Regions from separate parts of the Mus musculus genome. Here all the other regions are linked to region 4. A link is a contact called in public ChIA-PET, Hi-C, HiChIP or PLAC-seq and promoter capture Hi-C data. All regions are on one chromosome and are shown on one strand. The core of a region is the stretch at or near the end of the contact, and the rest is flanking DNA. Distances in the headings are between cores, read along the strand shown. Region 1 holds the start of Srgap3 (SLIT-ROBO Rho GTPase activating protein 3). Region 2 holds the start of Cav3 (caveolin 3). Region 3 has its middle 9.8 kb from the start of Gm35706. Region 4 holds the start of Rad18 (RAD18 E3 ubiquitin protein ligase). Region 5 overlaps Srgap3 (SLIT-ROBO Rho GTPase activating protein 3). Region 6 overlaps Srgap3 (SLIT-ROBO Rho GTPase activating protein 3). Region 7 overlaps Srgap3 (SLIT-ROBO Rho GTPase activating protein 3).

What was found. Promoter capture Hi-C pulls out the DNA fragments that hold promoters and counts their contacts. Hi-C and Micro-C count contacts between places; a contact is called where the count stands out from the background. ChIA-PET counts read pairs in DNA pulled down with a chosen protein or histone mark. HiChIP or PLAC-seq counts read pairs in DNA pulled down with a chosen protein or histone mark.
Region 1: a promoter capture Hi-C map of stem cell-derived epiblast-like cells shows a contact between it and region 4, with 7 times the contacts expected there. The contact joins the promoter of Srgap3 here to the promoter of Rad18 in region 4. A contact is called at or near these places in 23 of 39 promoter capture datasets (the 3T3-L1 cell line, 3T3-L1-derived adipocytes, the C10 cell line and 13 more), 1 of 15 datasets of contacts at CTCF or cohesin (embryonic stem cells), 47 of 484 Hi-C or Micro-C datasets (the C2C12 cell line, CD8 T cells, the CH12 cell line and 25 more), 30 of 115 datasets of contacts at active chromatin or transcription factors (the 230-238 cell line, DN3 thymocytes, the NIH/3T3 cell line and 17 more) and 5 of 9 other capture datasets (adipose tissue, embryonic stem cells, liver and 2 more).
Region 2: a promoter capture Hi-C map of hippocampal neurons shows a contact between it and region 4, with 4 times the contacts expected there. The contact joins the promoter of Cav3 here to the promoter of Rad18 in region 4. A contact is called at or near these places in 6 of 39 promoter capture datasets (3T3-L1-derived adipocytes, embryonic stem cells, frontonasal cranial neural crest and 3 more).
Region 3: a Hi-C map of the MNK3 cell line shows a contact between it and region 4, with 4 times the contacts expected there. The contact joins the enhancer-like site here to the promoter of Rad18 in region 4. A contact is called at or near these places in 3 of 39 promoter capture datasets (3T3-L1-derived adipocytes, HPC-7-derived erythroid cells and embryonic stem cells), 10 of 484 Hi-C or Micro-C datasets (the MNK3 cell line, cerebral cortex, embryonic stem cells and 2 more), 4 of 115 datasets of contacts at active chromatin or transcription factors (bone marrow-derived macrophages and embryonic stem cells) and 1 of 9 other capture datasets (pancreatic islet).
Region 5: a contact with region 4 is called in an H3K4me3 HiChIP or PLAC-seq map of the 230-238 cell line, with 5 times the contacts expected there. The contact joins the enhancer-like site here to the promoter of Rad18 in region 4. A contact is called at or near these places in 9 of 39 promoter capture datasets (the 3T3-L1 cell line, 3T3-L1-derived adipocytes, the HPC-7 cell line and 5 more), 5 of 115 datasets of contacts at active chromatin or transcription factors (the 230-238 cell line, bone marrow-derived macrophages, embryonic basal ganglia and 1 more) and 1 of 9 other capture datasets (liver).
Region 6: a contact with region 4 is called in an RNA polymerase II ChIA-PET map of memory CD8 T cells, with 36 read pairs. The contact joins the enhancer-like site here to the promoter of Rad18 in region 4. A contact is called at or near these places in 6 of 39 promoter capture datasets (the 3T3-L1 cell line, the C10 cell line, embryonic stem cells and 2 more), 4 of 484 Hi-C or Micro-C datasets (LSK cells, the MNK3 cell line, myocytes and 1 more) and 5 of 115 datasets of contacts at active chromatin or transcription factors (the 230-238 cell line, craniofacial prominence, double positive thymocytes and 2 more).
Region 7: a contact with region 4 is called in an H3K4me3 HiChIP or PLAC-seq map of stem cell-derived neural progenitor cells, with 4 times the contacts expected there. The contact joins the enhancer-like site here to the promoter of Rad18 in region 4. A contact is called at or near these places in 8 of 39 promoter capture datasets (the 3T3-L1 cell line, 3T3-L1-derived adipocytes, the C10 cell line and 5 more), 5 of 115 datasets of contacts at active chromatin or transcription factors (the NIH/3T3 cell line, embryonic midbrain, embryonic stem cells and 2 more) and 4 of 9 other capture datasets (adipose tissue, embryonic stem cells, liver and 1 more).

Annotation. Positions count from the first base shown.
Region 1 is chr6:112,945,767-112,948,846 of GRCm38.p6, forward strand. Srgap3 (SLIT-ROBO Rho GTPase activating protein 3) reads right to left here and starts at 1,500. Exons shown (of 22, transcript NM_080448.4): 1 at 664-1,500. The coding sequence starts at 730.
Region 2 is chr6:112,457,660-112,460,851 of GRCm38.p6, forward strand. Cav3 (caveolin 3) reads left to right here and starts at 1,846. Exons shown (of 2, transcript NM_007617.3): 1 at 1,846-2,266. The coding sequence starts at 2,153. All of the region lies in intron 1 of LOC115490429 (a long non-coding RNA gene), which reads right to left.
Region 3 is chr6:112,554,519-112,557,603 of GRCm38.p6, forward strand. No RefSeq gene overlaps it. Among named protein-coding and RNA genes, the nearest start is that of Gm35706, 9.8 kb to the left of the region's middle. Within about 2 kb of position 1,318, at least 12 of the 459 cell types and tissues checked have an H3K27ac peak or open chromatin away from gene starts, as enhancers often do. A contact at or near this core is called in the MNK3 cell line, where this site is marked.
Region 4 is chr6:112,695,349-112,698,437 of GRCm38.p6, forward strand. Rad18 (RAD18 E3 ubiquitin protein ligase) reads right to left here and starts at 1,322. Exons shown (of 12, transcript NM_021385.2): 1 at 1,196-1,322. The coding sequence starts at 1,246. It overlaps Gm35824 (a long non-coding RNA gene), which reads left to right and starts at 1,320. Exons shown (of 2, transcript XR_377964.4): 1 at 1,320-2,907; 2 at 3,022-3,089.
Region 5 is chr6:112,904,892-112,908,025 of GRCm38.p6, forward strand. The region is part of intron 1 of Srgap3 (SLIT-ROBO Rho GTPase activating protein 3); the gene reads right to left. Among named protein-coding and RNA genes, the nearest start is that of Srgap3, 41 kb to the right of the region's middle. Within about 2 kb of position 1,525, at least 8 of the 459 cell types and tissues checked have an H3K27ac peak or open chromatin away from gene starts, as enhancers often do. A contact at or near this core is called in the 230-238 cell line, where this site is marked.
Region 6 is chr6:112,860,509-112,863,447 of GRCm38.p6, forward strand. All of the region lies in intron 1 of Srgap3 (SLIT-ROBO Rho GTPase activating protein 3), which reads right to left. Among named protein-coding and RNA genes, the nearest start is that of Srgap3, 85 kb to the right of the region's middle. Within about 2 kb of position 1,558, at least 108 of the 459 cell types and tissues checked have an H3K27ac peak or open chromatin away from gene starts, as enhancers often do. A contact at or near this core is called in the 230-238 cell line, LSK cells, the MNK3 cell line and 4 more, where this site is marked.
Region 7 is chr6:112,928,997-112,931,872 of GRCm38.p6, forward strand. All of the region lies in intron 1 of Srgap3 (SLIT-ROBO Rho GTPase activating protein 3), which reads right to left. Among named protein-coding and RNA genes, the nearest start is that of Srgap3, 17 kb to the right of the region's middle. Within about 2 kb of position 1,610, at least 102 of the 459 cell types and tissues checked have an H3K27ac peak or open chromatin away from gene starts, as enhancers often do. A contact at or near this core is called in adipose tissue, second pharyngeal arch cranial neural crest and stem cell-derived neural progenitor cells, where this site is marked.

The DNA of each region.
Region 1 (3,080 bases), core at 250-2,749, 250 kb after region 4:
CTGGAAGATAATACATTTTCGGCACAGAACTCTCTCTTTATGCTTAAATGCCTGCATTAGTCTGGATCAATATGTCCCATAACAGTTAATCCATGGCAACTCAGACCAGGCAAGAAATGCTGACAAAGAAGGGCTACTTAAGGATGCGATGCACCCCCCCCACCCCCCCACCCCACCCCCACCCCCCGCAGCCCATACTCATGCATTTGAATTTCAGCCCAGAGAAGGCAGCAGAGGCAAAAACAACCACCCACAAAAGCCAAAAGAAGGGATGGGGAGAGCAGATCAAAAAATATATACATAAATAGCAAAGGGCTTTCTCGATGGGAGTGAGGGGGAGGAGGCCTTGACTGTCAAAATGGCCTTAGAGTGACATATCACTGCCAAGATGATGGAGTACCGGCGACACTCCTAAAGTCCCTTCCTCACACACCTGCAATGCAGAGATTTCTGCCCTTTCTGTAATTCACGCTCCCAGCCCAGGCACTATCTGCAGTGGGAGCCAGTCTGGACTTGTGCAGCCAGCACCCGGTCCTTCCTCCTTACAATAAGATTATTGCTGCATAGCAACTTCTCAAGAAGGCAGGGAGGCGAAGGAAGAGACAGCAGAGGGAGAGACAAGGGGACGGAGAGAAGGCAAAGTCCCTCGGCCCCACCACTCACCTTTTATTTGGGCTTCATATTCAGCAATGATCTCTTTGTCTTTCTTGAACTTAGTTTGAGATGACATCTTCCGACGTGGCAAAGAGAACTGACAGGCTGTTTGATCTATTTCTCCTTCTCTCTCCAAGTCCTCTCCCAAGCCTGGGTAATCACACAGCAATGGTCGATTTCACAGGTTTCAAGGGCTAATCTCTTTTACTTGGCTACAGAGCCCCGGGGTTGAAATCCTTCTTCTGGGAGGAAAATGCTCTCTGCTGGCAGGGAAATGGCTCTAGTGGCTTGCTCTGGTCAGCTCCTCTTGCAAAAGAAGTCACCCTGGGAGTACCATAACCTGCCCCAGATTTCCAGGATTTTTCTTCCAAAATAATAATAATAGCAGCCAAGAGCACACACAAACACACACACACACGTACACACACACACACAAACACATTCACGAGTGCACACACACGCTCACCCAGACACGCTTCCACGCAATTGTGCTGTGCACACACCCATCCACACCACAAGCGCGCGCATACACACACGCGCGCACACACACACACACACGCATACACACACACACCCTCACTCACACACACACACCCGCTTGCTCACTCATACACACACATCCACAAGAGGCGCGGCGCCTCCTGGGTCGTGTGGCCAGTCTCCGGTTCGCTTTGGAAGGCTCTGCTAAGGAAATGGTCAGGTTGCCAAAGGACCGGTCATCTCTCATCCTCCCTCCGGTCGATCGGCGCCTCGGGTCTGCTGGACGGTGAGGATCAAAACCAGGAGAGGGAGGTGGAAGTTTTCCCGGCTGTAGCGTTTTAGCTCCGCTGGACCCAGGGCTGGACTGCTCACCCTGCAGGGCTGGCTGAGCTCTCCCCCACCGCCCTCGTCACTAGACTCCGCCTCCCGGATTTTATAACAACTGACACATTGTAGCCTACAGGAGAGCTGAACTAGCTGCAAGCAAAAAGGGGAAGAAACGCTCACAAAAGGGAAGGCGGCAGGAGGGGGAAATCAGGTTGGGAAGGCCTGGGAGGCTCCTGCAAACTCGAGCTAGTAGTAGTTAGGCTGGAGATTTTCTAACAAACACAGAAAGATTCTTTTCTTTGCGTCGTGCTCAAACTAGCAACTATATGACGAGTTGTCACTCTGCCTGAGACTCTGGCAGAGTCTGATGCATGCAGGAGAGGCCACTATTTTTGAAAGAATTACTTGATAACAGGGACAGTGCCAGAGGTTTCAGCTTTGCAGAGAGATCTGGCAGACAGGGCTGCCTTCAGGCTCAGAGAAGGTGGGACAGCGCCATTCTGACTCCCTCGTCTTAGTTCCTTTACCAGTAAAATAAGCTCTCTTTGGAGACTCTTTAATGGACAATTTCAACAAATACATACAAAAAGCTTACTAAAGGGCCCACTGGCGTTATAAAGGCAAGAAGCACCATATGACAGTACAACAGAATTTAACTACACGCTGAATGATAGAATGGGTAAAAATGACAAGTGCTAAGAATTGAAAATATTACAGAGCGGGGGGATTCAAATGTAAAGAGCTTTTGGGAGATGGAGTATGAACAGAAACAGTTTGGCTCAGTACCTAGGTACACAGTAAGCTCCCTATAAATAGTAGCAACTATGGTAACCCCAGCATCCTAGGGGCTACATTATATATAAGTGGAAAATGACTTACCAGGGTGCCAGCATTCCAACCCAGACAACAAAACCCACCAGTAGTAAAGACTCAGTAGGAGTCTCCAGCATTTCATTAGAGAGTCCTAATTTCATTGGCATTTCAAATAGTTCAGTGTGGTAGGTCAAACTGGCATCAAGTACCATAGGATGCCTGATAATAAACTGTCATGAGAGTGTCTTGTCCCCCAAGAGTTCACTGAAAGAGACTTCCATAACTTTCTCAAACTAGGTACCACCTTCCACTTGTCCTTCTGGAATGGCCCAACATGTGATTTGGCTTGGGTTTAGAAATGAACAGGTTATCCGTACCAGCCTCTAAGGGCTCCCCAAGAGAGTATGCAGCTAGAACGGGTCTGGAGAGGTAGGTAAAGTGAGACAGGGTCCTCCCGCCTAGTGATCAGTGGGTGAGCACCAAGGGCTCAGTTGGGGAATGCACAGCAGCTGCCTGAGCAGTTCACCTGGTGAATCATAGGCTTATTATAGCTCTGGACACAGAAAGAGGAGGTTACAGAGTTCATAAGCAGATGCCACAGCCCACATCCTCCTGCCTCACCCTTCCCAGGGACATGTAGGCCCTCTGCTATGCAGAAGCCACAAGTGTCATTAGAGGAAGATATGCTCAGAGATTAACCTGCCTTAAGCCTAGATCCTCAGAGAAAAGTGGAGTTAGTGTCCTATGCCCTGGAATGTGAATATGCAGCTAACCAGATTCCTTCCTGTCTCTTCTAGGAGCCTGGA
Region 2 (3,192 bases), core at 596-3,095, 240 kb before region 4:
TTAACAGATGCATAGGCCTTGGCCTCCAGGATTCAACATTGTTATCCATCATATGCTGGAGTTTCAAAAAAGAGCTAAATTGTAATATGGACTTAGGAAGTGGAGAAAGGGACACCCCCCCCAGCTGATGGACTGCCTGTGTACATTCTGAAAGCTGGAACCAGAGCCATGTCAAGGTGCCAACATGGCACGGTCTGATACATCAAGAATGGAGCAACCCTACCCCACCCTTGCCATGGCTTCTTCTTCTTGTCTCATTCCAAGCCCAACACACACACACACTTGCAGGGGAAACCACAGACCTGCTCCAAGGCACAGGAGAGCAGAGCAAGGTCTTTGTCCCTTTGGTGTCACTGTGAATAAAGACAGCTTCCAGTAGAAAAGGTTAACTTTTGCTCACTGAATTCTGTTACACTTAAAACAACTGTTAGGGTGGAAGAGCCTGCTAAAATAACATGGACAAGGTAAAGGGGAGGCTTATAACTGGACCTACAACAAAGCTGGTCCCGCTGTCTTTCAAAGCCACCCTGAGGAGCATGTAAAAGACACTGATGTCCTTTCTCTAGTAAACTTCACAACTCTACAGGCATTTACACCTCTATACAGAGAGTCCTGGTTTCCCTGTAACAGGTTGGATTGTGGGTAAGAATGGCTAAGAAAGCCTCTCTCTGTTCTAGGAAAGGGACCACCTGGACCGCTCCAGAGGTAAGCAAGATAGGTTGAGATGGTAGAACAAGACTTACAAACCCAGGCACTAGAGACAGACTCTGCAGGATGCGTTCAGCCTTTCAGCACTTAGGGCGCTAAAAACAAACCTACACTACTTGGCGGCCCCACCTGTGCTGTGGTGTAAATTCTTCCTTCCAGGGCACAAAAAAGCAAGGTTGTCGTGGGTGTCAGGGTGAGAGGAATGCAGGAGAAAGCATCTCCACATCCATGACAAATCCATATCAGGGCAGAGCAGCTCACAGCACAGAAGACAGGAAACAGAGTCAGGAACCAGGACTAGATTTGCCCTTCAGAGACATGCGGCTCCCAGTGACCGACTTCCTCCTCTCGAGCCTGCATTCCACCCTCCAGCACCTCCAGATCCTCCACTCCAGTTGTGAATCCATCAGTGGCTTCATCTGCAGAAACACCCTCCCAGACAGCTCCAGAGGTGCGCTCTCCTAATCTCCTAGGTGTCTCAGTCCAGTTAACCTGACAGTCGAGATGAACTGGGAGTGGGAAGATGGCTCCATCTATAAAGTGCTTGCCGTGCAAACATGAAGACCTGTTTGCCAGGTGGGACTGCTGAGGTGGCTCAGCAAGTAAAGGTGCCTGCCACCAAGCCCCATGGCCTTAGTTTGATTTCCAAGATCTACGTGGCAGAAGGAGAAAACAGATTCCCTTGGGTTGTCCTCTGACCCCATGTATATGCTGTGTACTGCTCACTTGCACGCAAATAAATAAATAAATAAATAAATGTAATTTTAAAATGTTTACACACAGTGATTAACTACTACAGCAAACCCCTAATGTAAGGAGAATCTAGCAGACATTTCCAGTTCCAATAGAATCCTAACAAAGCCAGTCTCCTCTCCTCCAGGGTGGGAAGACTCTTGATGGTTATTTTCTGGTCCTTATAGTATCTCTAGTCACAGATAGGGTCATGGTGGCCCAGAGAAGAGACATGTGCCAAGGTCACTCAGGAGCTAGCAAGAGACAGAGCTGGGACCGAGCCCACCTCCCTTCTTGGGCAGCTGCTCCTGGGAGGAGCCTGAGTATGGAGTGGAGCAGAGCGGCAAATTCCAGGGACTCCAAGGGGTTTGCTCAGCCCGCCTCCACAGAGTACCGGGAAGGCCAGGCCCTGGTGGCTGGCAGGGAATGCCAGGTCTCCTCTCGCGTGAGGCCAATGTCCTGCACAGCCCCCTTTAAGGAGCGTTCTGCCATCCAGTCTTAATTTTAGCTTGGAGGCGTGCCACCAGCAGCTTTAACTAGAGGCCGGCTGAAGTTATGCAGGACAGCTGTCAGCCGGCATGCTGGGTGGGGCCTATTTAGCCGGCAGCGGCACCAGTCTGGAGACCCTAAGCTTGGTCTTTCTGCCCCCAGGACTATCAACGATACCAGCCACAAGGCTCTGATCGCCTCCTGAAGGAGCCCCAGCCTCACAATGATGACCGAAGAGCACACGGATCTGGAAGCTCGGATCATCAAGGACATTCACTGCAAGGAGATAGACTTGGTGAACCGCGACCCCAAGAACATCAATGAGGACATTGTGAAGGTAGGCTCGGTGCCCAAGTGGGACATCATGGTCCTCACACACTTGAAGTCAGCCTCCCCAAAATCCCCTGGATACTGTCTTCTTCAAACCCCAGCAAACAGGCAAAGTTGTACAGGCCTTAGCAAGGCAAGAAGAAAACTTTAACCACCTTCATAATGGTGTTAAGGGGAAGACACCAAAAATGCCATCTTACTAGTAGCTCCAAGTGCCTGCCCTTGGCTCTGGCCCCAGGCCCCAGAGGAGTCACTGGGAAGATACAGAACCTGGGCCAAGTGGTTGCTTTGCTTTGCCAGCAGCATTTAGGCTGTCTCCATAGTGGGCTTGGGGTTAATCTGAGGCCAGCTTCATCAGTGGCCCCTCCAAGAGACACTAGTTGCCCCACAGCAGTGCCTAGTATTTGTCTCTCAAGCAGAATGAGCCTTACAGGCCATCCTTCATGTTCCCTGCCTCCCTAGCTCCCTGCTTCAGCCAAGGCCTAGTAGCCAGGACTAGGCAAAGGCCTCTCAGCAGGCACCCAGAAAAGAATACTTAAGTGCCTTGGGTCCCCATGACTCAATCTCTGTCTAAACTAAATGCCAGAGGAACCCCATCAGAGCAAAGTCCCAGCCACCAGCTTCAGAGTCCCCAGAGTAGCTGGGCATCCAGGCTAGGTACTGGGACTCACAGGCCAGAGCTGCCTGTGGAACTACAGGTGCAGTGTGGCCCCGGAACAGTCACCCTGCGCACTGTCAAACCATCCACAGCACTGCAGTCACTCCTTCCAGCGGCTGAGCTCTGAATATAATTGTGAGGACTGTGCTCTCAGCATGACAGTCACTGTGGCTTAGTGTTACATGTGTAGTTTTTATAGGATTCCACTAGAGCCGTACCCGGCTTACAGAAAAGCTAGGCAGACATTATAGAGATGGCCAAAGTACCCACCTGCT
Region 3 (3,085 bases), core at 68-2,567, 140 kb before region 4:
CCAGAGCTATCTGTGTCCAATTCTCCTTCCGGTTCTCTCAGCAACTGTGGTGCATCCCATTTATCCTTCTTCTTTCACATCAATGTACTTCCAGGATGTGTCAATTGGGTGGCTTCCCTTCTTGGTCTTTCCCTTTAATGGCTGCATCAGTTCCCAAAAGGCTCCACTGATCATGTAACCACTGTGGGAATACGATTTCACAGATGAAGAGCCACATTAGAAAGGTCTTGTTGGAACATGAAAACAATCATAGGCCCTTAGATCTCAAGCCCAGGGCATATTTGATGTAAATTGGTGGTAAGAAACTAGGATGAGAATAAGCATATGTACATATGAGAGGGATGTGAATAATGTGAACCAGAGGGTTTGCTTAAATAAACTGAAAGAAAAAATGGTTCCAGTCTTCCATTCCTCCTTCTGTCTAGACCAACTCTAAAGGTACATTGCAACATCTCCCATGGACAGCTGGAGTCTATCTCTCCATCCTCGACACTTGGTGGGCCTTGTGACACAGTATGACCATTGCATGCTCTCTCTTGCTGTCTCTGTCTGGATCCTAACATCAGTGTATGACTTTCCATTTTTGCTGCTCTAACAAAATGTATAAGGAACAAACACACTTCTCACAGTTGTAGCAGCTGGAAGTTCAAGCTGAAGGTTCAAGGTTGGTTTGGTCAGGGCCATTCTCTGCTTCTGAGATGGCAACTTTATGCTGTGTCCTCAGAGTGAAAGGAGGGAAGACCAGAAAAAGAAGCGCTCTCTGAAGCTTCTTTTATAAGGGCATTCATTCGTTCATTCATTCACTCATTCATGGATGAGAGGGACTTTCTCTTTAATGGCTGCATCACTTCCTAAAAGACCCCACTATAGTATATATAACTTGGGCATAAAATTTTACTATGAATCTTGCAAAATGACTTATTCAAACCACAGCACCATGTAAACAAGATCATTGGTCAATGGAAACCATGTGACCCTATGAGCTCCCCTGCTCCAGCTGAAATCTGGACAATTGTTATTCTTGAGAGAAAGATGGGGACCAACAAGTCCTCAGCCAGCCTTCCAGCATAAGCCAGGTCAATTGAGATCAACTGAATCTGCCCCAGATCAGCAGGGCCTCCCATTGGATCTTAACACAAAAGCTACCATAAGCCACTAAGATGGGCAGTGATTCCTTACACAGCAAAAGCTTGCTGATATGTTATTCTTCAGCCATTTCCCTTCTGTAATTCACATCACTTATCAGATCTGCTGGCTTTCCTTGACCTTGACCTGCTTCCTCTGTGCTTACCCCTGCTTCCTGTTCTAATCTTCTGCTTGTCTTCATTCTGTCCCTGAGTTCTGCTTCCTGTGGAAGAAAAAGACCTCGGCAGGGCAGTGACTAGGGTTGTCATGGCCTGGAAAACTGTAAGCACAATAGTGATAGAAAGAGCACTGGTGAGTGCGTGACATCCTAAGTTGGCAGACGTGGGAGAGATAGCCAACTTCTACACGTTACAAATGAGAAAAGGAAGATTCTAGTTTCTTCTCCTCTCTCCACTGACTGGAGCTTTCCAAATCATTAATAATATCATCTGACTCTCCTGACTAGATAAAAATGGACGTCCATGTCCTGAGGAGAACATTTTCATGGCTTTTCAAAGTGAATTAAGAGCTTCGTGGGCCTTGTTACTCCTATTCTGGCCTCCTTTCCCCTCCCCTCTTATCCCCAATCCTGTCTCTAAGCCCCAGTGATCATCCCCCAAAGTCTTCCTATTCCTCAAGTGCCCAGAGCTTCGCACAAGCCCTTCCCTCTTACCCTGGTAATGAGTTTCTGCATCAAATCTACATCCTCTATTGACCATTCAATGTCTCCCAGAAGCCCACTGGATCTGCCGGCTCTCTGGTACCTGCAGGTAGATCTTGCCCATCATGTCTATCACTCTGTCCTGGAGCCGCTTGTGTACACATCTCCCTTGCTCAGCCGTGCCCCACCCTAGGGCAGAGACAGCTTATCTCCATTCTTGAGTCTTCCAGGGCTGAGGATAATACCTGATGGATTCTTAAATGAATGTTTGGATAAGTGTGTGGGTGAGGGAACAGATGGCCTCCTGCTACTAACTGTCAAATGTGGATTCCTTCTTTCACGGTTTGAAACAAATTCTAAAGGGCCAGGAATGAGACTGGAACAGGCAGGAAGCCTATTTGAAAAACTATAAGAATTTTCTCCCCAAGGCATGGAAATCCATCCAACCATTTAAGCAGGAGAGTCAGATGAACTTATTGATGACTTAGAATGCTCCAAAAGTCAGAGTGGAGAGAGTACCTATGAGACAGGGCTGTACAGAGAGCAAAGACTGACTCCCTGGCTGCTGGCCCTGTCCTCGGTTCAGTTTCCACTGCAAAAAGGAATGCTCTTTATGGCTTCTTTCTTCATCCCCTGTTCTTGGCCAGCCAAGTCCAGACAATTACAAAATCACTTTTTGAAAATTGCTATGGAGCAAAGGACTAAATTCCTTTGTCCTTAGCCAACATGCCTTGCCTTGGGTGCCTGTGGGCAAGAGTAAAGCAAACTAACTTAAAGAGAGGTTGGCCACTTGTAGAATTCTGAGAAGAAAATGGGAGTTTCCTAAAAAACAGCAAGGGTACATTCAGCCAATGGACAGGTCGTGGATTGGGTTCTAGAGCAATAATGATAACAGTCATGTCCACTGTGCCACTGAAGACTCTGGCCCACTGAAGAAGCAAAGACATGTAAACAAGAAACTACAGAACCAAAACTATTAGGTGCCAGAATAAAGACCCAGTGACTAAGCCAACATGTTGTTAACATGATTGTGGACCAGTGCACTGTGCACTGAGGGATGCGTACATGAAATGTACAGTCCTCATTGGCAGGGAGACTGGCTATTGAAAAAAGGAGAGGAAAATGGATTCCATACAACAGGACATTGGGGGGCTTTACAGGGCCTTAAACATGGGCAGGAATTCAGCAATTACTGACTTAATCCTTCAAAAAGAAGTAGGAAGAAAGTTCTAGTGATAATTTATAGCATAGTACCAGCATTTGACAAAACTCAAAATACTTTTGTGTTAAAGACAAAAA
Region 4 (3,089 bases), core at 72-2,571:
GTTCTAGGCTAGCCTGGTCTACAGAGCTAGTTCTGGGATAGGCAGGGATTCAACAAAGGAGGCCTGTCTCAAAAAACAACACACACACACAAAATAAAACAAACAATAATCAGTTGTGGAAGGGAAATGTTCAGGTTGTAATAGATGCATTGTTTGTAAGAACAGAAGGAAAAAGCCTGCACTCAGAGGACAGAGCTAGTTACGGGACAGCCAAGGATATCCAAAAAAACCCCTGTCTCAAAAAACAACAATTATAAAAGCAAAGAATAACCAACTGTCATAGGGAAACCGTCTAGGTTATAACAGATACAACGTAAGCCTGCTGCACTCAGCAGACAGAGGCAGGAGGGCTACCCAATCTTGGTAGAAAACAAACATCAAAACAAAAAACATCCACCGGATGGGCAGAGGTGGCACACATCTTTAATCCCAGCACTTGGGAGGCAGAGGCAGACAAGCAGATCTCGCTGAGTTCAAGGCCAGCCTGGTCCTACAAGAGCAAGGCTACACAAAGAAACCCTGTCTCAAAAACAATCAAACAAACAAACAACACATCCTACTAAATGTTATTTAAGGGAGATAATTCAGTATGCAATAATTCCTTAAAAGGAAAGGCTAAGCGCTGGGTCTAGGTCCTGGTCTCTCTTTTAAAAAGATGTGAGCCAGGGGCTACAGGGTATGACCTCGTCTCCTAAATTAATAAAATAAATAAAAGTTAAATAAAGAGAGATGCGTCATTATTGAGTCATGGAGGGCACATTAGGCAGGGAAGCCGGATGCAGTGTGTTAAGAACGTGGAGGACTTCTGGACCACAGCCAGAAATGGAAAACCATGATAAGCGGACCCTCTGCTATACTGCTTGATTATAAAATGTCATCCGATGCAACGTCCACACAAATCACGAGTGGTGTCACTGTTAACACAGGAGTCCTCGTAGGATGTGATGTCACCATCGTTGACACTACTTTACGGGGAGACGCGGTGATAGTGACAGAAACCCAAAACATCCGGTTCGTTAGGGCGGCGACCTAAGGCTGACTGCGCAGGGCCGCGGCGCGTTCCCGGACCGTCTCGGGGGTTGGAAACTGAGGACCGGCGTCGCGAGGCCAGGTTAGGGCCGAGGCGGCGGCGCGCGGACCGGGGTGCCTGTTCGCACCGACGACGTCCGCGCCCCGGCCTTCCCCCGACACTCACCTTCATCACCGCCAACCCCGGAGGCCATCGCGGCTCGGCCAGGACCTCCATGGCCGCACCTGATGAGACCGCCAGCTACCGGCCCGCCACGCAGCTCCTCTACTCGAAATTCCCCGCGCTACACCGTACGTCAGCTACGTGCGGCGCGCTCGCGGCGAGCGCACGGCATGCTGGGAGCTGTAGTTCTTGTGCGTTGGACGTTAGCGGCTTCGGAAGACCGAAGGGGAAAAAGTGAGACATTCCAGGGCGTAGCCTGGAGCGATGCAGGCGTTTGGACCTCTTGGATCCCGAGAGACAAGAAGATAAGTGAAAGATTAAAAGCAGCTTTAATCTGTCTTATAAAATGAATAAACAAAAGATTCCGGAAGGTGATTGAATATTAGGAAAAAGAAACCAAATGAAGCCTAAGCCTTGGTAGAGAGTTCAAGATCTAGGCTCAGGTCTTCCCTCTTCAGGTAGTAATCTCTGGTTGCTTTAGAGATCTGTCTTGCTCCTTGAAAATATCTAAAGTTACACTTCTGTCTCAACTCCTCTTTCTGTAAGCATCCACGAGAGCCACATAGAGCCTCTGTTCTTCAAAGGTAACCACGGCTAATATTGGCACTTAGTTCTCAGATAGTCCCCATGTATAAAAGGACCAGTGTTAGCAAAGAGTGTTATTAAATCAGTTTAACAGGAACCCACATTCTTTTTTATCAAATTACTCCATCTACTTGAGAGGCTCCTCACCCTCTTCCATCTCCCAGGTGACGCCTTATCTCCCGGACCTGTCTCCAGAAAGGTTCCTTTTAGGCTCATTTAACCAGAGCTCCATTATCTGGATGTGGAACGCTGACCAACACACAGCCAGCCTGGCTACTCAGTTCAGCACTCATCTTCTGCCTTCTGTGGGCCTCCGCTGTACTAGGTCTCAGGGGCCACAAGTTGGTCCAGATGACTCGCAAGACAGAATCCCGAAGCTTGCGGTATCACTGATACCCCGGTGGCCCACACATTCACCGATTCAACATGTATGTTTTGAAGACTTACAATGGACCAGGCATGTGAGCTCTCCTGGAAAGTAGGGGGAGAGATGTGGCTGTTACAGACACTTTACAGGTGTGAAGACTAAAACCCAGCAGGTTAGGAATTCATTCTTTTGAGTTTTTATCATAAAATAATCCCTGTAATCTGAGCCAATTAATTTTTCCTAGCCTACAGTCACAGATGAACTGTGCAACACCAACACAAACAACATTTAGGTGATAGTTTACTTATTACAGTAATAGCTAACACATATTAGACCACCTGTATTCAAAGCACTCCTGTGGCTTTGGGTTGTTTTGTTTTGTTTTGTTTTTGCATCATGCACTTACTTGGTTTACTCATTATTCAAAGGAAAGAAAAATGGGTAATTGGTGCAGAGCATTCTGCAGCTAAGTAGAAGCAGGGCTTGAACTCAGGATGTTGGGCTTTTGAGCATATAAACTACCACAGAATCGTCTCATAAGAGTCTGTCTGGTCAAGACAGTTCTTTCCGCATGCAGATACGGAACCCAGTGTCAGAACAGCAAGAGGATTCAGACACTGAATCTAGCAAGTCGGCAGCCAGGAGGTAAATGGCAGATTAGATGCAAGGTGGATTTGTACCAACCCATCAGGGGAGAGTACTCACATGAACTCTAGGTTGAGTTGGGTGCTGCTGGATAGTTCTGGGAACATCGGAGGGGCAGGTGGCAGATTAGATGCAAGGTGGATTTGTACCAACCCATCAGGGGAGAGTACTCACATGAACTCTAGGTTGAGTTGGGTGCTGCTGGATAGTTCTGGGAACATCGGAGGGGCAGGTTGCCGTGCAAAGATACGGCAATAACAAAAAAGCAAGTTTGCCATAGTTATTCCTTTAGGGTTCTCT
Region 5 (3,134 bases), core at 275-2,774, 210 kb after region 4:
TGAGTGCGGTAGCTAATCCTTGCACAGGGAACCCTGGGCCTGTTCTCTAGGGACTGAGTGGGGTTCTGGAATGGGAGACTTTGGGTACAGGAACTGGGTAAGTTCCAGGTAGACCAGGACAAGCTGGTAATCTGTCCTCAAGGCGTCTGCGTTAGGTACCATCAGACCCGTTTTACCAGATAAAATCTCAGACCCAGAGACAGGGAGACAGAGGACTCTGACCGAGCCAACTCCAAGTTCCCTTCCAATAATCTAAACCCCTCATTTTTCATGTTTGTTACTGTTTCATATAACTTTGGCTCAAACGCTGACTTCCTTCTAACTAAGCCCAGGGATACCAACTAGGACTTCCTCTCATTCACCAAGTGGCGTCTGCCTGGGTCCTTATCTGTGGCGCTGGGCTCGGTTCTAGGCAGGAGTTTGCAGCACTTGGCATTGAGCTGCTGCTTCTGTGAAGTGCAGCTTGTTTTGTTTTGTTTTGTTTTGTTTTGTTTTGTTTTGTTTTGTTTTGTTTTGTTTTCGAGACAGGGTTTCTCTGTGTAGCCCTGGCTGTCCTGGAACTCACTTTGTAGACCAGGCTGGCCTCGAACTCAGAAATCTGCCTGCCTCTGCCTCCCAAGTGCTGGGATTAAAGGTGTGCGCCACCACCGCTCGGAGGCTAAATGCAGCTTTTTCAGAAGAAGATGTATTATCTATATTTGAGCTCTGCAAGAGGCTGTGGTGGGATAAATCTATAGTTAAGAGTTTACTATCATGAGGCAAATTAACATCCCTGTCACTTGAATATTTGCTTTTTTTGTGATAAGAGCAGCTAAAATTTATTCATTTAACCAAAATTCTTAATAGAATTCCTTTTTGGTGGGGAGCTCCTTATTGGGCCCCCTCCTGCTAATTACCCTGCCCACCTCAGCCTCGTCTGCCCTTCACGTCTCTTATTTTCTGTTCTCTGCCTGATGACCACACCTACCCACTTCCTGGTCACCGGTGTCTCAGTCTCTACTTTTGTACCGCTGGCTTTTGAAGAATTTCACAAGTGATTTGTAGGCTCTTTCTCTGTATTTTTCATTCTTTTATTTCATATACTTTTTTTATATATATTTTTCTTTCTGTATCTATCTCATTTCACTCAACATGATGTTCCTGGGTCCTTTTGTGTTGTGGCAAATGCAGGTCCCCCTGTGTGTATCTATACACAGATACGTGTTTACATGTGCCCAGACTGACTATGGAACAGTCCCAGTGAGGCCTCGGTAGGCTCCCAGGGGATGCCAGGTGCTGGGGTGGCACTGCACAGTTGGTCCAGGCTGGGGAGAAGGAAGGCATTCATTCTTCTGTTTTCATCTACGAGGACATTTTCCTCAGTGGGCAGACAGCAGTGTCCCAAGACCCAAGGAAAATCTTCAGCCTTGAAGGAATATTAGAGTTTAGGTCTTGAACATCACTCATGGGCTCTGGCTTGGTCCCCGGGAATGAGATACCAGAGGCAATGAAGTCTTTAAGCAATCAGACTGAGTGGAACAGGACCAAGAGGGGCATGCCCTAGAAAGAGATTAGGGAAGCATCCTCTCTGTCTGACTAACTCTTCATGTTGCTATGATAAAACACCCCAAGGAGAAAGGGCTACTTCTGGCAATTCCAGGTTACAGTCCACCATGGTGGGGAAGTCACAGCAGCAGGATGTAGAGGCAGCTAGTCACAGGGCAGTCAAGAAGCAGAGAGAGGGGAGTGCTGGTCCTCCGCTCACTTTCTTTATAAAAAGAAAGTCTGGAGTCTAAGCACAGGGAATGGTTCCACTCACAGTGGGTAGGTTGTCTTCCCTCTGTTAACCCAATCAAGATGATCTCCCACATGCATGTCCAGAGGCCTGTCTCCAAGGCAAGCCCAGGTTTTATCCGGTCAACAGATAAGATTATCTATCTATCTGTCTGTCTATCTATCTAACTATCTATCTCTTCTCCTGTGACCACAGACAACTATGCTACAATCTCACGGAGAGAGGAGGCAGGGCTAAGACTAGAAACCAGAGATCTGCCAGTCAGGCTCAAGCCAACCTTCTCACTGCAGAACCTTCCTGAGGATATTGGACCTTCTCCTAAGCCCTGATGTTGGAGAATATTGGCAGTTCACCCAATGCTTTTTGGCAAGGAGGATGATGGGAAAACAGGTGTGCTGTTGGGCAAATCTGACCCAAAGTTTCAGCTCAATGTTTACTGTAAAGCTTACAGCAAGGTACTTATATCTGTTCTGTGAGAAGGTAAGTGTACCTTGCCCACAGCCACCTTGAGGATAAGCTGAACAAACGGCACACAGTATGCCTTCAAATAGCACACAGTGTGCCTTCAGTTGACTGTCAGTGCTGTTACCAGCAAGGAGCAGGGAGGCAACAAATACACAGATACCATTCTCTGATTCCACTGTGTTTATGTGACACCAAAGCAAATAAAAGGGGAAAGAAAAAAAAGTTGGCAAAGGTGTCCCTGTCACCCAGATGCGTGTTGGTTGCAGCCATACAGCATTCCTCAGCTTTCTCCTCATCATTCTTTCACCTTCTCGGCTCCCCTGGGGATACTGCACATTGCTAAATGATACTGTAAGATATGACCAGGGTTCTTTTCCTGATGGAACTGAGGACTTTAAAGATGTCCAGCAGAATATCTGCACAGCGTAACTATGGTGAACAGGCTTGGAGGTGGATATGCTGTAGACTAAAGTTGGAATCGTACAGTGGGTCCTCTAAGGTTAGAACCAACTTCTTAGAACACATCTTTTCTTTCAAAAGCAAAACAAAGGCTAAACAAGCCCCATGGAAAATGAAGGAACAGTGCCTGCCAGAGGATGAGAGGGGTGCAGGTGCCACCAAGACTGTCACCTACGAGGCTGGGAAGCTTCAAACCTTCTTCCCAGCGCCACACTGGACAAGTCTGTGGACAGTCATAATTGTGCCAGGGGTAGCAGCAATTTGTCTTATACAAATTGCTACTGGAATTTCAAAGCTTTCTATCTGTTGATCTATAAAAGCCTTCAAAACCACTATTCAATAGATGCAAACATATTTGTCCAAAATAGCACAATGTATGCTATCGAGTAAAGAGCCATCAGTGGGTTTTGTCTGAAGATATGATCGTTAAGATACA
Region 6 (2,939 bases), core at 308-2,807, 170 kb after region 4:
GAAAACTGTCTTCGAACCTCCATATGCACGCCGGTAACACATGCACGCCTGCACTCACACATACACATCAAGCATGCACAGTAAACAAACAGATATTTAACATTAAATATGCTAAGATGATGCAAAAGGGGGAAATGGAATATTAAAATGCCCTTTAATTTTCACTAGGATGACTGCAAAGAATCTTCATTGCTGAAGGTCTTATGGACCAATTTGGGCCCAGTGTTTGGGAACCTGGGACCCATGTCTGCCTGTGGAGGCTGCTGACACAATTTTAAATCTGGAGAAACCCCTGTGCCCTCCCTTTTACTTGCAGACCATGGTGATAAAGCACCCAGGATAAACCAGTGAGGACAACGCTTCCAGGCCGGGGAAGTGGCCTGAAAACAGCTAACAGCAGGTCACACATGTGGCGCAATGGCTTTGGACACAGCAAAGGAGCAGGAGCCCCACAGCCCCAAAATCAATATGGCTGTCCTCATCATTCCAGGAGGCCCCGTCAAGACCCTGGGTGAGGAGAAAGGCCCTATGAGCCTTAGTTCTAAAGCTATACAGTAGGATCAATCAGAGTTTCTACCTCCTAATATACTGAGGCTTCAGATGAAAAATGTGTGTAAAAATGTCTGAACACTATTGTAACAGGCAGTCCCCGCAGTGATGGGTGGACAGGCTACACGAGCAGGCTGAGTTTCATCCCCAGATACTTATTTGATGAGCCACTGTGTGGTTTTTGAAAATGGGGCCCATCCTGCCTGGGCTTCCACTTCCACATAAAAGGAAGATGGAGACTTCCCTCTCTCCTTAGGTGGTTAAAATTAAGTGCATCTATATAGGTAAGGGCGCTCAAGGGTTCAGTAACACAGACAGCTTTGTGGGCATCATCTGCCCCAAGCCTCCATCTGACCAGGCTCCCTAAAGCAGACACCCTGTTGAGACAAGCTGGCCAGAGCTCTCATGCCAGGGGCCCAACTGTGTGAGCCAAACCCAGGGCAGACCCAGCCAAACCAATCAGCAGCCACAGGGGTACTCCCACCACCCAGCACCCTCTCCCAGGGGAGAGACCACTTCCGACTGGCCATTCTCCACGGCAGCTCAACCGGGGAAGATGAAGGAGAAGGAAATAAGATTGTTTGCCAGGCCTCCCTCAAAAACAAGCAGAGGGCGTAGGCCCCTCTGCTGGCCTAACATTTGCTGCACTTATGGTCTGCAGGGTAGGTATTTTGAAAATGTAGAGCCCGTTGGTTTTCCCCTTGGTCTTTTCCTGTGGCTCACCACTAAAGCCAGAGGGCTAAATTTAGGCCACTCAGCTGCCAGGCTCAGCTGGGTGGCTGCCATTATCAGAGGAAGAGTAGGGAGGTCAGGTGGGCCCATAGGAACAGGGATGAAGACCCTGAAGACCTTCCAGACGTAATGATCCTGGCCATCAGCCTGGCCTGACCTATACAGTAGTCGCGCCTTGGTGGCCCTGCCTGCCACAGGTAGTTTAACAGAGGCCTATGCACTGAGGACTGGGTGAGTCAAAGACCCTAGAATAGCACCAGTGAGACACATCAGCCGGAGACACTGACTATCACCATGGAAATCTTTGTCACTGTCACCACAAGCATAGACTCAGCTCACGTCTTTACATATGAGGAAGTTGGGGTTGACAGTTATGTTTCCACTGACACACACACACACACATTATTCAAGGCACTTTACAATGTACCATCATGGTGCCTTCCAAGTGATGTCTCCAACTTTCCCAGAAGCTTCGAGTATTTCTGTTTTACCATCACAGGCCTCATAGTTAGTAAATAACCCAGCAGGGTTTGAAACCTAGCAGGCCTTTTAAAGGGCCTGTACATTTAGACACTGTAATCTACCACATACATTAGGGACAACTGGTCACCCAGCAACTGCTGTTGTAGCTAAGCTTGGACCCTCAACTTCCAGGCTGTCACACTACTTGACCCTCATCCCTACACACGGAAAGAGCTTGTTTCTGCAGTCAGGAAAACAGAGGCAGCGTCCAGCCCCATCTGATGTCTGAGGAATTTGCACCGCCACGGTTCCCACTGAATACACACCTGCTATTCCAGGTGCTGGCTGCTCACTTTACACGTGGCATCCTTACAGAAACTCTCCCTTTCCCTGTCTCTGTGCCCGTGCTGGCCTGGCCTCCAGGCAAGTGAAGTTTCACAAACTCACTGGTTCTTGAGCCAGCAACACCTGTTATTTCCCACTGGAAATTCACAGACAAGCTGGCATTTGGACTATGGAAGCCCAAGCCTTGCTGGGTGGGGAGGATTCTGAGTCCCTGAGTCCTCTGGCAGTACTTAGCACTACGTTCAGAGGGACAGAAGGGCCTCCCCTTGGGAAGGGAAGGTCACACTATCTGACTTTGAGAAAATACCCATGCTTGGTAAGCCACTGTTGTCAGTCAGTTTTTCATTACTATAATAAAATATCAGAGAGAGTCGACTTAATAAAGGGAAGGTTATTTGGGCTCACAGTTTCAGTGCATGGTCACTTGGCCCTAGTTCAGGGCTTTAGAGGTGGCAAGACATCGTGATAGGGGCATGTGGTGGGAAAGGAAATTTGTTCAACATATTGTAATCAAGAAGCAAACGCAAGGACAGAAGGGTCCAGATCTCAGTCTGCTATTCATGAACATTCCCCCAGTGACCTGAAGACTTCCCATCAAGCCCCACGTCTGAAGGCTCCAACATCTTCCAATCACTCTACAAGCCTGTATGTGATACATGGGACTGTAGGAGACACTTCCAGGCCATTGTGGGGACCCACCATGATAGCCATTAGAACAGGCAGCTCCAGAGCCCTGCCCAGCTCCATGGATGCCAGGGGGAGTGAGCCCTTCTCCAACCCACCTCTACTCCTCACACCCTCCCTCCCTCAGCATCCCTGTGAGCTACAAAGGCCACCCAGTGAGTCGCTCC
Region 7 (2,876 bases), core at 360-2,859, 230 kb after region 4:
TCACACAGTTAGAAACTAGCAGATCTGGCCCACAGCCAACTGTCTTCACGTCACTATCAGCAATCATGCCCCGGACTGGGATGATTTGTTACCATGGTATGAATACAACTGAAACTCAGCAGGAAGTCCTACGTGTAATTTTGAATTTTGATCTTTCTCAAGGCTAGTGATGTGTCGTATGGCAATACTGTTTTTCAATGCTTGGCAGTGGCGCAAAGTCATGGCTCCCTGTTATCACTAGAGAAAACCAACATTCTGCAATGCAGAGACTTCTACATACCAGCATTCAGTAAATTCTATGAGGCACTAAGCATTCTGTTACAACACAGGCTTTGTGCTAGATAATTTTGACCAACTGTAGGCCGCCGTAGGTGTTCAGAACACATTTAAAGTAGGCGGGTCATGGCTGCAATGTTGGTTGGTTTAACTTACCATATTGTTTAACTTATTATGAGTTTATCAAGACACTGAGCCTCGGTGCCAAGCCTGCCTTCGTTGGCATCTTGCCACTCACACTAGATAGGCATGCTCACATCCTTACCCAAGCATCCAATTAAAATCCCAAGCAACACAAAGCTCTTTGGCAGGCTACTAGAGGCTTCACTTAGGTGAAGTATAATGCATCCAAGAATCTGCACTGCCAGACAGTGGTGGTGCATACCTGGGGCTTAAGACTAGCCTGATCTACAGAGAGAGGTCCAGGATAGCCAGGCTACACAGAGAAACCCTGTCTCAAAAAACTAAAAGATAATAATCAGCATGTGTCTAAGCAATTGTGAACCTGTCTAATGGGGCTTAAGCAACTGGTAAGGGAGAGATAAGAAAAACTGCAGGTTTGTGGTGTCACAAGAATGAAGATGAGTGTTTCCAAACCGAGCTTGAGCCTCTTTCCTAACAGCAGACCTACCCCAGGGACTCCACTGAATTTGCTCTAGTGGCCCAATTGCCCTTCAGGACAACAATCATCAGGGTCTTGAAGACAATAGAGCCCCTCACTAGGCCACAGACAAGGCTTCCAACTTTGTCAGGCAAATGGAATTTGGCCCACTTGTGGGAGACATGTTTTTACCACCAAAGTCTGGAGTGAAAGGCCGAGGAGGGCTTTTGTCTGAGGAGCCCTGGGAAGGCTTTGTCCAGCCCTCTGACAGACAAAGATTGAAACTGGGAAGTGTGGTGGGGGGCATTCCTGTCTCTTGGGAGATCTTTCTCCGGAGGGACCAGGATCTGCCTTTCACGAGCTCTTCTCATCTGCTCTCTCCTTCCTGGAAACTGCACAGGCATATGATTGGTTAGAGAGGGAGAGCGTCACTATCTCCTAACAAAACTGGCCAATTACATTTTCCATCCTGAAGTTCCTTCTTCGGTCCCTGCAATGTCATTTCTGCTGAGGACTCAGACTGATCTTTTAAATCCTTTTAAAGAAATACAAGGTTATGTTTTCTAGAAAACAATCTTAACATTTCATAGGATTGCACAGAATTCTTTGTGCTTCCTTTAGAGTTTTATTTTATTTGCCTTTGATAGCTAGTCCAGACCTTATTTTGAATGCCTCCTGTGTGGCAGCTCTAGATACAAGGATTCAAGAATGAATAAAGCCAGGCTCCTGTGTTCAGTGAGCTCACGGGGAGACAGACACATAAACAAGGCCAGTGTAGCAGCAACGTGTCCCGGGGAGGAACCAGACCAAAAAAAAAACAAAAAAAAAAAAAACAAAAAAAAAAAAACAAAAAAAAAACCAGAAACAATGAGCATCGTGTACTCTTCTGTAGAGTTCACTTCTCACAACCACATCATCTGAGCCTCACAACAACTACGATGTAGGGCAGACAGGCCTTTGTTCACAGCCAGAGGTGCCCGATGGAGAACGGAGATGTGGCTCGTCCGAAAGACAGACCAGGAATAGACTGCTAGTCCCTGGCTCTGGCTCACAGCACTTACATAGTCCCTGTCTTAAACCAGAGTTAAAAGATCTGGTGTGGGCTTTCCATTCCTATATCTATCTTATAGAATTCTGAAAAAGTGTATGGAAGGGAGGGAATATTCTCACTATGTGGGGAAATAACAGAGAAATACGATTAATCTCTGCCTTCGTTTTTACAGTATATAACGAAGCACTCAGTAAGATGATAATAACTCTGGCAGACCGTCCTTTCTTTCCCTTCACAGTTCACATGAAGGCTGAGCTTTCTTTTGGGCAGTTTTTTCACTCAATGTCTTGATCCTGGGAGAGGAACTCGATGTTAGAGCCCACATTTAGCATGCACTCACTCCTAGGTTTAATCCCCTGTGGTTCATAATAAATAAGTAATAGGTTACAAATAGATATTAAAGTCCTTATTCTGTGAAGCTTCTGTTTTAAAAAATGATATGCCCTTTTGGAAGTCCACCAAAATTGAAGACTATGAAGGTTTCTTTTCAAATCCCCTTTCCTACTATGTCCTGTCACTGATATCATGTCCGGCTCCCCCCATGCCTAGTCACCAGGATACGCCTCCTATCAATCAGGAAGAGTCATCAGGTCCTTTACATACACACCCAACTAGACAGACATACTTTTTATTTTTAACAGAATTATTAGTAATATACATGCTACAGGTGTTTTTCCTTCCTCATAACTTAATAGTCTATTTAATTATTACATTCCTATTTTCAAAAAGCACCCAGGGCTGAGGGTGTAGCTCAGTGGTAGAGCAGGATCTGTGAAGCTCTGAGTTCCAGTCCCAGCAAGGGGTGGGAGGCGCCTTTCCGCCCCAGGCACTTTAGGAGCTAAAGGCTACCATGCAGACTTGGTCAAGTGCAAGAACCACACTGCACACAACCAGTCCCCAAAATGGCACCAAGAAACCTCTATACAACAGTTATGAACTGTTAAGGTG